Linked DNA regions of Pan troglodytes: all the other regions are linked to region 3. Evidence: chromatin contacts called from public HiChIP or PLAC-seq data. All regions are on one chromosome and are shown on one strand. Each heading gives the region's core, a stretch centred on a gene start, on an enhancer-like site or on the middle of the called end of the contact. The rest is flanking DNA. Distances are from core to core; before and after follow the strand shown. Region 1 holds the start of IRGM (immunity related GTPase M). Region 2 holds the start of RPS14 (ribosomal protein S14). Region 3 holds the start of RBM22 (RNA binding motif protein 22).

Evidence for each region. HiChIP or PLAC-seq counts read pairs in DNA pulled down with a chosen protein or histone mark.
Region 1: a contact with region 3 is called in an H3K4me3 HiChIP or PLAC-seq map of stem cell-derived excitatory neurons, with 10 times the contacts expected there. The contact joins the promoter of IRGM here to the promoter of RBM22 in region 3. A contact is called at or near these places in 1 of 7 Hi-C or Micro-C datasets (stem cell-derived neural progenitor cells) and 1 of 1 datasets of contacts at active chromatin or transcription factors (stem cell-derived excitatory neurons).
Region 2: a contact with region 3 is called in an H3K4me3 HiChIP or PLAC-seq map of stem cell-derived excitatory neurons, with 2.7 times the contacts expected there. The contact joins the promoter of RPS14 here to the promoter of RBM22 in region 3. A contact is called at or near these places in 1 of 7 Hi-C or Micro-C datasets (induced pluripotent stem cells) and 1 of 1 datasets of contacts at active chromatin or transcription factors (stem cell-derived excitatory neurons).

What each region holds. Positions count from the first base shown.
Region 1 is chr4:148,572,757-148,575,456 of NHGRI_mPanTro3-v2.0_pri, reverse strand. It overlaps IRGM (immunity related GTPase M), which reads right to left and starts at 1,389. Exons shown (of 2, transcript NM_001160207.2): 1 at 694-1,389; 2 at 1-201.
Region 2 is chr4:148,176,164-148,178,863 of NHGRI_mPanTro3-v2.0_pri, reverse strand. It overlaps RPS14 (ribosomal protein S14), which reads left to right and starts at 1,406. Exons shown (of 5, transcript XM_003310899.6): 1 at 1,406-1,739.
Region 3 is chr4:148,426,345-148,429,044 of NHGRI_mPanTro3-v2.0_pri, reverse strand. RBM22 (RNA binding motif protein 22) reads left to right here and starts at 1,328. Exons shown (of 11, transcript XM_001167240.6): 1 at 1,328-1,524; 2 at 1,960-2,013. The coding sequence starts at 1,471.

The DNA of each region.
Region 1 (2,700 bases), core at 140-2,639, 150 kb before region 3:
CGCTTGAACCCTGGAGGCAGATATTGCAGTGAGCTGAGATCACGCCATTGCACCCCAGCCTGGCAACAGACCAAGACTCCATCTCAAAACAAACAAAAAAACCCCAATGCTTATGGTGCGGCAAAAAGAGGTTAAGGATGCAGCTAATAGAGTGTGAGGGGCACTCGGGAACTCTGTCGTATCTGTGGGCACTGGAGTAAGCTGCAGAAGTAGAAGAGCAGGTGAGTTAGGATGGACAGGGTACACAGGAATCATCTGACTTTTAGCATCCCCAGCCCTCAACGAAGACTGCAGCAAAGACGATCTTGATTGAGTGTTCTTTGGTTGTTTTTATTCAAGCAATGTGCACATTTCTTCAGGGAGCAAGAAAGGTAAGGTCCCTGAGGAACGCCCTGAGGCCGGTTGTGCCTCCAACAGTCAGCCTCCAAAGCAGGCATGTGGCCATGAGACGGCTTGAAAAGCAGAGAATGAACCAAGTCTCCTGAAAAGCCCAAGAGGTTTTTGTCTTTCCCTCTTTTACTCTATCCTAATATAGGTCTGCTCCTTCACAAGTTTCAGTACATATTTCAAGACCAAGACCAGACAAGTAAAAATGACCTATATATTTCTCTGCTGAAGATGGCGCCAGAGGACATAAAACATCCAATTCCCATTGCTTACTTGAAGCTGTGATCATCCCTGTTTAACACTTACCTCATCAGTCGGGGGAGCACACGTGCAGAGAAGTACCGAAATGCTGCAATATACATGAAGTAAGCCACCAGCCTTTGACGCCCGCGCTTCCATTAAGACTGTCATGTTGGGCCCAACTGAAGTGAGGGAGAGGAGGAGACAGCATACTCAAATGCTCTGCTCTTTTTCAAGGCAGTGATTAGACAATTGCTTATCATTGCATTCGCCAAACCTGGCTCTTGCAGGTTCCACAAGGGGCCAGGTATTTGAGACTGATTAAAAGAAGGTGATGTGATTCCCTACTCCTACCGGAATTGGTGGGTTCTTCCTCTCACTGACTTCAAGAAGGAAGCCACGGACCCTCGCAGTGAGTGTTACAGTTCTTAAAGGCTGCGTGTCTGGAGTTTGTTCCTTCTGACGTTTGGATGTGTTCAGAGTTTCTTCCTTCCGGTGGGTTCGTGGTTTCACTGGCTCGGGAGTGAAGCTGCAGACCTTCGAGGTGAGTGTTACAGCTCTTGAGGTGGCGAGTCTGGAGTTGTTCGTTTCTCCCGGTGGGTTCGTTGTTTCACTGGCTTCAGGAGTGATGCTGCAGACTTTCGCCGTGAGTGTTACAGCTCATAAAGGCAGTGTGGACCCAAAGAATGAGCAGCCTAAGATTTATTGCAAAGTGCAAAAGAACAAAGCTTCCACACCGTGGAAGGGGACCCAAGCAGGTTACTACTGCTGGCTCGGGCAGTCTGCTTTTATTCTCTTATCTGGCCCACCCACATCCTGCTGATTGGTCCATTTTACAGAGAGCCGATTGGTCTGTTTTACAGAGAGCTGATTGGTCCGTTTTGACAGGGTGCTGATTGGTGCGTTTACAATCCCTGAGCTAGACACAAAAGTTCTCCACGTCCCCACTAGATTAGCTAGATACAGAGTATAGATTGGTGCATTCGCAAACCTTGAGCTAGACACAGGGTGCTGATTGGTGTGTTTACAAACCTTGAGCTAGATATAGAGTGCCAATTGGTGCATTCACAATCCCTTAGCTAGACATAAAGATTCTCCAAGTCCCCACCAGATTAGCTAGGCTCAGAGTGCTGATTGGTGCATCCACAAACCCTGAGCTAGACACAGGGTGCTGATTGGTGCATTTATAATTCCTGAGCTAGACACAAAAGTTCTCCATGTCCCCACTAGATTAGCTAGATATAGAGTGTCGATTGGTGCGTTCGCAAACCCTGAGCTAGACACAGGGTGCTGATTGGTGTGTTTACAAACCTTGAGCTAGATACAGAGTGCTGATTGGTGTATTTACAATCCCTTAGCTAGACATAAACGTTGTCCAAGCCCCCACCAGACTCAGGAGCCCAGCTGGCTTCACCCAGTGGATCCTGCACCGGGCCACAGGTGAAGCTGCCTGGCAGTCCCTGGCCATGCGCCTGCACTCTTCAGCCCTTGGGCAGTGGATTGGACTGGGCACCTTGGAGCAGGGAGTGGCGCTCATAGGGGAGGCTCGGGCTGTGCAGGAGCCCACGGAGTGGGGCAGGGGAGAGAGGCTCAGGCATGGCGGGCTGCAGGTCCCAAGCCCTGCCCTGCAGGGAGGCAGCTAAGGCTGGGGAGAAATCCAGCACAGCAGCTGCTGGACCAGGTGCTAAGCCCCTCACTGCCAGGGGCCGTTGGGGCCGGACGGCTGCTCTGAGTGCGGGCCCGCTGAGCCCACGCCCACCCGGAACTTGCGCTGGCCCACAAGCAATGCCCGCAGCCCCAGTTGCTGCCCGTGCCTCTCCCTCCACACCTCTCCACAAGCTGAGGGAGCCAGCTCCAGCCTTGGCCAGCCCAGAAAGGGGCTCCCACAGTGCAGTGGCGGGCTGAAGGGCTCCTCAAGCACCGCCAGAGTGGGCGCCAAGGCTGAGGAGGCTCCGAGAGCCAGCGAGGGCTGCGAGGGCTGCCAGCACGCTGTCACCTCTCACTAGCATGGCCTGGCAGGTCTGTTTCACACACTCATTGTGAACACACACAACACTGCACACAGCCACTCAC
Region 2 (2,700 bases), core at 157-2,656, 250 kb after region 3:
TAAAGAGATGTTTGACGTCACTCATCATGGAAGAAATGCAATGCAACGAGAAGGTATGTTGAGGCTGGGTGCATTGGCTCACGCCTATAATCCCAGCCCTTTGGGAGACCGAGGCGGGTGGATCACCTGAGGCAGGAGTTCGAGACCAGCCTGGACAACACGGTGAAACCCCGTCTCTACTAAAAATACAAAAATTAGCCGGGTGTGGTGGCGCACACCTGTAATCCCAGCTACTCGGGAGATGAGGCAGGAGAATCACTTGAACCCAGGAAGCGGAGCTTGCAGTGAGCCAAGATGGCGTCACTGCACTCCAGCCTGGGCAACAAGAGCCAGACTCCGTCTCAAAAAAAAAAAAAAGAAGGTATGTTGAGTTTTTCAGTTTAGCAGAGTAAATTTTTTTTTTTTTGAGACAGGGTCTCGCTGTGTCACCCAGGCTGGAGCCACAGGATATATTTATATATTAAAAATATATTTATAATATTTATATAGTATGTAATTCAAAAATACTATATATATTCCATATAAATATTACATATAGTACATAGATAAAATGTATCTACCGCTTGCCTAGCTCTGTGAGGTACACTTCTTGGCCCTTCCCCACAGCTCCGACATATTCTCCCAAGCCTTCAAGGTCCTTCAATATTGTTATTAGAGGCTGGCCACGGTGGCTCACGCCTGTAATCCCAGCACTTTGGGAGGCCGAGGCAGGTGGATCACGAGGTCAGAAAATCCAGACCACCCTAGTCAACACGGTAAAACCCCGTCTCTACTAAAAATACACACACACACAAAAATTTGCCGGGCGTGGTGGCACGCGCCTGTAGTCCCAGCTACTCGGGAGGCTGAGGCAGAATAGCTTGAACCTGGGAGGCAGAGGTTGCGGTCAGCCGAGATTGTGCCACTGCACTCCAGCCTTGGCTACAGAACAAGATTCGGTCGAAATATATACATGTATATTGTTATTAGAGGGCTATGTGGAAGTAGCTATTAAACACGTGGGCTTTGAAGCTAGAATTCCAAACCCTTCTGCAAAGGTGTGCTCTCAGTTAACATCCTTTATCTGTAAGAGGGAAATCAAAATTATTTGATAATGTCTTGAGGAGTAAATGAAGCAATGCATATAAACTGTTTAGCCCAGACCGGTCTGAAAACACATATTGAATAATTTATTCTTATTTTGCCCATTATATAATATGCCAAAGTAAGTGATTACGGTGTGTTTTCCCCGACTATGTTGCCTAGGCTGGCCTCGAACTACTTGGACGAAGCGATCCTCAGCCTCCTGAGTAACTGGGACCACAGGCCGGCGCCACCCTAGCTTTAATTAAGGCCGTTTTGTTGTTGTTATTCCCCTGCTCCACACAAGGGGCGCTGCCGCTCCGAGGCTGCCAGGGCGGGAGTCAGGATGGCGGAAGTCTGTCTAGACACGACCACCGCCATCATGGAATACAGGCCCACCTCACCCCGCGGGTGTAGCCGCTTCGTACTGTCGCTTAGGCCGACCCGCTCGCAGCGACAACCAGCCCTCTACCTCTTTTCGCTCTCCCTTAAGTAATAAACCGTCTTTCCCTATGACGAGTCTTAAACTCTTTGGGAGGAATAATGCCGGCGTCTTCCGGGACCCGACCTCGCCCCGTGACCTCAGAGGTATACTTCCGGGACACGGAAGTGACCCCCCGTCGCTCCGCCCTCTCCCACTCTCTCTTTCCGGTGTGGAGTCTGGAGACGACGTGCAGGTAGGAGGCCCGGGCGCGACAATCGGGGGGCATCCTGCGGCGAGGGGACCCTGTGGGGCTTGGGACGAGAGACGGGGTTCTTTCCGTGGGAACCGAGCTAGGTGCCGGGCAAGAGACGCGCGGCTGGCCCACCTGGATCCTGGCCAACTCGGGATTGAGTTCGTTCCTGGTCTCAGAAGGCCCGTTTTGCTTCAGGGAGGAGCTTGTGAAGTAAGGGTGAGTGCGGGTCCAGCCTTTTAAGGCCTCGGCCCCGCAATACGGCCACGGCCGCGTTTGAGCTGCACAGCGTAGTTGAGGGAACCCGGGACAGACGTGGGCTCCCGCCTCTACCTCGCCAAATTTTTTTCTTGGTGATCGCAGGCCCACGCCTAATCTCGTTTGTTTCCTCGTCTGCAAAATAGGAATAACAATAGCACCGATCCCATGGGTTTGTAGTGATCATTCAAAGAAGGAAAGCAGGGAAAACTCTCGCACTATGTTGGATGCTTCTAAATCTGGGCGATTCTTTCCGTTGCTGAGTCGGGCACGTTGCAAGTTCTGGGCGCTCAGGGCCCAGCACCAATGTTTGCTGTGCGCTTGCCCTGCGTTTATATACTCCTGATGACCACTCTGCTCGTTACTTTAGGGGATGTTAGGAACGGAGAAACTGCAAATTGGCATTTACTGAATGGCCATCATGCCGAAACATACTCATGCTTACGTATTTGAGATATGCTGGAGCCTTTCTATGCTTCTCGAGGCAGAACTTTGGGCTTCTCTCCTGTGGCGCGTTCCTTAGAATAGTTAACGCACTGGGTCGTGCTCATTGGTCTGATTTGAAGATAGGAACATTTAACTTCGTACACCCAAGACTTACACTTGAAGTACTTACTGTGGTCACACATTTAACTAAAGTTTATATAGGGAAGGCACAGGAGAGATCTAGGAACACCTGAGACAGACTAGGGTAGTTATTTGTGGT
Region 3 (2,700 bases), core at 79-2,578:
TAAGGCATTTACACAAGCAAAACGAAAACCAATATCCATACAACGATCTGTATGTGAATGTTTATAATGGTTTTATTTATATTCACTAAAATCTGGGAACAACCCAAATATCCAGCAACTGGCAAGTGAATTGTATGATATATCCATACAATGGAATTCTACTCAGTAATACAAAGGAAGAAATTATTGATACATGTAATAATATGGATGAATCTCAACTACAAAATACTAAGTGAAAAAATATCAGATCCAAAAGGATATATAGGATTCCACTTATGTGACATTCTGGAAAAGGCAAAACTAGAGACAGAACACAAATTAGGGACTGCCATGGTTTGAGTATGGGATAAGTGGACTAACTACAGAAACAAGGGAACTTTGGGGATGACAGACAATTCCACATTTGACTGTAAGTGAATGTATGTACAAAATTCAAAACTAAAAAGGATAAAACTTTATGTAAATTATACTTTAAATCAACCTTTTTTTTTAATGAGGTGATTTAAATAAATGTGTTAGGTAGCTTGATGACACGATAAGTATGAAAGTGGTACCAGAATGGCTTGAAACTCATAAAATATTGGCAGAGTGGTTATGAGTTATTCCAAAAATCAAATAATGCATATGTTGATTCGTAAGACTCTTGTCATTTCAGAAGCTGGAAATAAAACAGTACTAATGAATTTGTGGCTTCACCACTTTTTAGCTCCACAACCAGGAGCTATATCAGGAGAGATTAGGTTAATCTCTCTAAACCTGTTTTCTTTTCTATAAAAGAGGGATCATCATACTTGCCTACAGGGTAGAGTTACCAGATAAAATACAGGACGATTGGTTAAGTGATGTGAATTTCAGGTCAACCACGAATCCTACTTTAGGACAAGTAGGTACCATATATATTTATAATTAAAAAGCGATTCGCGGTTAATCTGAAATTCAACTTTAGACGTTCTGTAATTCGTGCGTGTGTGTGTGTGCATGTGCGTGTGTGAGTGACAGAGAGAGAGAGCGAGAGAGACAGAATCAGAATCTGGCAGCCCTACAGAGAGCCCTACAGAGAGGTTATGAGAATAAATAAGACACTGGAACCGCAAGACGTTCGCCCAGAGTTTGGCATAATAAGCGCCTCAGTGGTAGCGAACGCTATTTTAACCCCAGCCTCTGATGCATTACGTCTTCCTTTATTCTTTCGCCCAATTTTTAAATGAATCAACTGTACGTGTGGCCCTTCATTCCAAGCAGGCAAAAACTCGAAGGAAGCATCCAGGTGCATTATACCAGGACCCCAATTGTTAAGCTTAGAAATTCCAAGAGCGGGCGACGTCATGACGCAAAGGCCCCGCCCCGGAAGAAACCCTAGACGCGTAAATAAGACGCCGACCGGCGCGGCGCTAGCCTCGGGGCTTGACGGGATTGTGGCGGTCCTCTCTCCCAATTCGGAAGCTACAGCTACCTCCGGACGCTCTCAAGATGGCGACCTCTCTGGGTTCCAACACCTACAACAGGCAGAACTGGGAGGATGCGGTGAGTGTGCCTGCCGGAGGAGGATGGAAGGAGGAGGCGAAGCCGCGAACCTTGCAAGCTGGCAGGACAGGGCCTGCGGCGCGGCCGAAGGAATTCCGGGGAGGAGCCAGCGCGGCGGCCTAGCTTGGCCGGAGCAGGAGGGCGGAGGGCGATCCTCCTGCGGGCTTGAAGGGAGGGGGCTTAGCCAGGGTCCCGGGACCAGCACCCTTTCCATCCCTGCCCCCTCCAGCCTATTAGAGCTGGTTTTCTTTTCTCCCGCCGCCTGCCGGAAGTGCAGACAGCGCCCCCTCCCGCGATCGGGTCGTGATGGACTTCGGGTTCCTGCCGTGCCTAGTTCCCCACCCTCGCTTCCCCGCCCCCTCGCCACCCCAAGTGTCATTGAGGTGTCAGGGTCTTCGGAGGGTGGTCCTCAACCAGATTTCCCATTTTCACCAGGACTTCCCCATTCTGTGCCAGACATGTCTTGGAGAAAACCCATATATCCGAATGGTGAGTGATTGCGTGTGAAACGAGTTATTCATGTCCTGTCGATGTTGTGGTACTTGCACACTGTGAAGTGTTTCTCTTAGACAAGCAGAAAAAATGATGCTCTTTTACTAACGCGAAGTGCTGGACGACTTGCAAAGAACTGTCATGTGTATTCTCTTACGAATCCGGTAACACTCCTGTAATGTAGGGGTAATAACGATAGCTAGTATTTGTTGAGCATTTACCTAGGAAATAGGTCTGTTGACCAGAAGGTAGAGCGTTTGTGTCTTTTCATACAATAGTAAGGAATGGAGCTGGGATTTAAGTTCAGATATTCTGGCTCTAGGAATGTCAGCATGATAGGAGGAGAACCAGAACTAGAAACTAGGTTTCCTGAATCCTGGTCAAATGCCTTTTGGCCAGTGTACTTTATCTCTTTAAAGTAAGCATTCCCCCTTTGTTACAAACTAGGGTAAAATTAGAACTAGTTAACAATAATAAGGTTAGGGCTGTATTATTGTGTAGTCGTAGAGGTGTTGATATGTTAGTATGTTCACGATGTTTGAATGGTTCAAGATGTTTGAATAGTTCTGTTTAAACAGAACATTTACTATATTCCGGGCATTGGCACAGGACAAGTCTACAGTAGCTACCTTTTGACTAAACTTTGTAAAGTGGGCGGGCCACAGCTGTATCCTCTCTGATTTA